Regions from separate parts of the Gossypium hirsutum genome. Here region 1 is linked to region 2. A link is a contact called in public Hi-C data. All regions are on one chromosome and are shown on one strand. The core of a region is the stretch at or near the end of the contact, and the rest is flanking DNA. Distances in the headings are between cores, read along the strand shown. Region 1 holds the start of LOC107912465 (synaptotagmin-5). Region 2 holds the start of LOC107912378 (CCR4-NOT transcription complex subunit 10).

Region 1 (2,700 bases), core at 39-2,538, 160 kb before region 2:
TCCATCTTCAACGATACTTACTCCTAAAGAATGACATTGATTCATAACATTAACAAGATTCTAACCAATTTTTGAGTCTTCCATTCCAAAACTCGCCTAGAAAAGTCTCATTTTAGTAAAGGAGAACAAAAAGTGCGTTGATTAAGAAAAAAAGGCAACCAGTGTTGAACTTTATGGATAACCACATACATTATTTGCCTACACTATCATCTAGAACAGTTATGTCCCAAAATTCAAACTGATCTTTGTTTTAGTCATTTGCAGGAAACTAATGGCCATTGGGAACAGCATTGAGAAATCCCGTTAATAATTCAAGTTCCAAAAATTAAAAATAACGATAACCGAATAAGAAAAATAAGAATAAAAACTTTCATAATGTAAGGATAAATTACGCAAATTAACTAACCAGTAAACTGTGGTGCAACAGTGCCGAGAGTAAACTTGGAAAACTTCAAAGAAGACAGTAGAACTGGCCTATATTGCTCTAGCACCGGCTCAACCGACGCCTTTATCAGATCCGATGCTGCCTGTAACACCAAATCTAAACAATTAAAAAATAAAATAAAATAAAACTCTGTTTCATTCACTAAACAAAGCTTGACCTCGTTAACGTAAGGCCAGATCTTCGTAAGGTGCTGATTAAGCCAAGTCAACTTCTGGCGCTGAGAGAACACCACCCAAGAAGGGTAGAATTCTGCCGGCAAGATCTTTCTAGAATCTTCGACTGTCATTCTTGCGAAAGCAGCCACCGTGGTTGCCTGCAATCCAAAAAGAAGATTAGAATAAAAAATTTAAAATCAAATTGGAAAAGAAAAGAAAGAGAAGAAATTAGTGAAGGACTAACAAGCTTAGTTCGAAGATTGGATCGAGAGTTCTCAGAGCGAACAAAGAAAACGACAATAGCAAGGCCGGCGACAAGACCGAACAGCAGCCCGACAAGGAAACCCATTTTCCGAAGACAATAGTAGGATTGGAATTTGAGAGCACAATATTTGTATTTTATATTTATTTATGCTTCAGATGGTGAAGAAGAATGGAGAAAGTGGTCCATGGAAAACAAAATGTTAAAAGTTAAGTGGTAAAATTGTGAAATTAACAGAATAGAAGATTTGGATTAATAATAGAAAAGGATTTTGGGGGGCGGAGATTGAAGATACCAACCACTGCAAGAATGTAAGTGAAGGGTCTTTGCCCGTTTGCCGACAGGCACACAAAAGGCCATCCGTTTTGGCTAGCTTACTACACTATATTCTTCTACCAATCTAATTGCTCCACGTCCGCTATAGATTTTCTATGCTATAGTGCCTCCGCTCTCTCTTATGTTAGACTTTAGTGTATGGGTTTTCTACAAAAAATAATATAAAAAAATTAAATACAAAAATATATAATAGATTAATTATAAAAATGGATCTATTTCTATAGTAAAATAAGGTGTCACCAAGTTGCCATGCAGCATCACCCTAATATTTTCTCCAATTATCAGCTAATCATGTTTTTGGAAAAAATATATATTTTTTAAGTGGTGTCGCTTGACATATTAACGATACTAATATGAATTTTTAAAGAATACATGTATTTTCGAGGATTATATAGAATAAAAATACACGGTGAATATTTTTTATGGTGTCACCTGACACATTGGCGGCATTAACGTGTTTTTTTTAAAATGTGACAGAAAATAAAAAATGAAAAAAAACAAATAAAAGAAATAGCTGGAGGTGAATTTGACCAATTGGTCACGTCAGACGGCAGGATGTCAAGCTGGTGCCGCCTGACTGAGACCAAACCGATCACGGCTCACCCCCAACCTTTTTTTCTCCATCCTTTTATTTTTTTCTTATATATAATAAACGGTTTCCCCTTACCCAATTGAAAACAAGAAAGTGAATGAGAGACTTTTGTGTGTTATTAATTGTGTTAGAGTTGGGGGGAGAAAAAATTTATTTGTGTTGAAGTTTTAAGGAGAACTTGTTAAGAGTTTTAAGGTATTATTTTTATTTTTGTTTGTAATAATAATTTGTATATTGTATGTTTATATTTTATTTTTAATACTTAGATCGATTTAAGGTTTAAGATTTTATTATTGTTAATGTTTTATAGGTTAATATTTTTTTCAATAAAGATACTTATGTTTATAGTTTTTTTAGTTAGTGATTAATATTATTAAGTGGATATTTACATTTAAATAAAACAAAAATAAAATTATTTACGAAAACGGGTTGTGGTAAATATTACTATGCAGAAATATTATTATTTTAAAATGATATGTTTATTCAATTTTGTTTGTGTAGATATTGAAATGAGTTAATTGATTAGAGAAATCGGTCGCACTGCTATGATGATTAATGTCTCAGTAAAAAAAATTTGCTACTTGCTATTCATGGGTATTTTATAAATTTGCACATTATTATTTTTTAATTAGCATATTTAACTAATATGGTAATTTGTTATGGATAGGGTGAGTATCGCATCCTGAGAGCGTGTGTCCATGGTCCGAGCTACCAACCGAATGAACGCATTTTCCCCTGTTTGGATGTTGCGGGATTTGGAACGACGACATTGATTTTGATGTTTGAGCTTAGGGCCAACTTGATATTCGCCTTGGTTGAAAGGTGACGCCCGAAGACCCATACATTTCATTGCCATGTGGGGAGTACATCATCACCTTAGAAGATGTTGCATTGCAACTCGGGCTCCTAG
Region 2 (2,700 bases), core at 22-2,521:
AGAAAACCATGAAAGCAATTTCAAGCAAATATAAATTCTATGTGAAAGGAGTATTTTCTAGTCCAACTCATCAGATATCAATCAACTTTTATTTCATAAGCACAGTAGATAAACAGAATTTGTACTGTCATAAAAATAAACCCATGATTCATCCGCCCAACATTCTTTAGCCAGAGCTTAAAAGAGCGTTGCAACGGAAGAGAGTTGTTGGCAGTACAGTAACATAAAGAATCTATCATCACCAAGAAAAGGACTATTACATGATACACCACCGGTGAAGCAAAAATCTCTGCAAGCAATTATATACATTTGACATGTGCTGATCATGTATAAGATTATTATCCTATATACGCCGATAGAGGAGTTCAGCAACACCACAAACGGTTTTATTAATTAACCCTTGCACGTCTAAATATAAATAGAGAAATCAACAATTAGAATTATTAAGTTTACATATACAGTGAAATCGCCATATGAAAATAATTAAACCTGGTTATGGGGTTTCAAGCACCATGAATGTACAGAATGATAAGGAAACAATATTGGATTAAATTAATTGTTTTATGAAATCAGCTGATAATCAAGTATTAGTGAGCCGGAAAATTACACAACAAAAAAGGTGGAAAACAATGTTCAAATTCCCACTTTAAAAATAAATAAATAAATAAAGCAAAAAAGATCCGAGAAATGAATCGATTCAATCGCATTCATTAAAGGAACCAATGCATGCGTATGTGTAAAAAGTTGAAATAATTTACCTTGGGATCGTTTTCTTTCTTCGAGTTGAGCTGATTCAAGACACCGACGCACTCGGCGAACTTCCTAGACTGAAAGTAAAGAGCGGCGTCTTTAGCGAGGGCGGAAGTGACGGAGAGGACGCCGTCGTCGTCGCCAGCGTTACCATCCCGATTCGGAGTCGACGACGGTGATGAATCTCGCAAATCCATGACCAGATCAGACCAATCGAACGAGAAAAGAAAAATGAAATTTAAAAATTAAAGGGAAAAAAAGGGGGAAGATCTCAGGCGTAGAGGATGGTTGAAGAAACCCCTTAGCTTCTTTAAACTAGAAAATGCATAGTTTTTAATAAAATCGCAATCGAGGGATAATTTTCTTTTCTTTTCTGTTCTTTTTCGTCCAAAATGAGTTAAAACTGCGGAGTGAGCAGTGATATTGTGGATTGATGCAACATCAAAGATGATGATGTTGTGGGATTTGATTTGATCCGAGTTTTTGGTTTTTACATTTTTGGGCTAAATTTTGGTTTGGGTTTTAGACTTCCTTTGGAAAAGTAATGGTTTAGACTTCAAATCAGAACAGTTTCTTATAGAATGGGCGGTGGCGAATATGGGCCCGGACAGATAATTACTGTGTATAGAAGTGTTTATGGGCTAGGTCGAGTTTGGGCCTAACCAAAATTTTAGGTCCGTTTACTTAGCCAGATTAACGGGTCTAAAATTTTTTTCAAACCCAACTTAGATTATTTATGCTAAAATCGGGCCCGACCCTTTTTTTAAAAAACATTTTATTACATAAAATAAATTTAAAAAATATAGTATATATCAAATACATTAAAAATATTAAACCAAATATTTCCAAAAAATTATCAAATTTCATTAACAAATATTAAAAATTAGATGAAAACTTATTAGCATTTGATGGATGTAGACCTCGTTAATGTTTATAATAATTAATCATTACTCCTTTCAAAAAAAATTAAGCATTGTTAATGTAATGAGTATCTTTTTAAGGGAATAATAAATTCTGCACGGTAGTGTATATAATATGATTTGGGTAAAGGTAGCAAAAAATGAAAAACCACTTGAAGTAAAGGATGACATAAGGTTGTTTCACTAAAGTACATTAAAGTTGAATAATAAAGTACAAGAAATTTGATAATTAGTGAAACAATTTGGTAACTAAAACCAACCACAACAAGGTCTCATCCTCACGCAATTGATGTTGGAAACCTAATAAAATTAAAAGTTCTACAATATCCAAACAAAAGTTCTACAATATCTATATATATCAAGCAAAATAGTACCAAAAATAGCATTAAAGATTAGCACCCAACAGCAGCAGAACATTAAAAACAACAGCAGAATAACAGTGAAAAAACACTCAAAATAGCACCAAAAACAACCTACAAAATGTAATCAACCATTCAAAATATCTTTATATCAAGCAATCAACATATATTATCTTATAACAAGCTATAAATTCTAAGCTAAATTATATACCTAGAAACGAATCGAAGAATCATCATCATTATCATTCTCATCATTCTTGTAATCAATTTCTAATATAAAATAAGAATAAATAGTTATATAATCAAATTGATAAAATGTTATAAAATTATAACAATAAAACGAAAATAATAATTACCCGTTGAAAACCTCTTAGCTCACATCCAATTATCAAAGCAAACAACGACTTGAACCGTTTTTGGCTTAAGGGAACTCCTCAAAAATGTGATAACTTTCTTCCTCATGCTAAAAGCCAACTCAGAAGCTACAGTCGATATTGGAATTGCCAAAAGATCACGAGCCAAAAATGAAAGCTCACAATATCGAATTGAACTTTTGCTCCAATAATTCAATACATCTATTTGGCTATTCAACTCAAGATCTGATTCTTCCAAATAAATGTCCAATCGAGACTTTTCACTCTTAGTACTGGATGCACTTAAGTATCATTTAT

Evidence for each region. Hi-C and Micro-C count contacts between places; a contact is called where the count stands out from the background.
Region 1: a contact with region 2 is called in a Hi-C map of seedling, with 2.2 times the contacts expected there. The contact joins the promoter of LOC107912465 here to the promoter of LOC107912378 in region 2. A contact is called at or near these places in 5 of 34 Hi-C or Micro-C datasets (leaf and seedling).

Annotation. Positions count from the first base shown.
Region 1 is chrD08:23,720,639-23,723,338 of Gossypium_hirsutum_v2.1, reverse strand. LOC107912465 (synaptotagmin-5) reads right to left here and starts at 1,288. Exons shown (of 12, transcript XM_016840655.2): 1 at 845-1,288; 2 at 603-758; 3 at 407-527; 4 at 1-23. The coding sequence starts at 949.
Region 2 is chrD08:23,561,227-23,563,926 of Gossypium_hirsutum_v2.1, reverse strand. LOC107912378 (CCR4-NOT transcription complex subunit 10) reads right to left here and starts at 1,271. Exons shown (of 9, transcript XM_016840536.2): 1 at 759-1,271. The coding sequence starts at 947.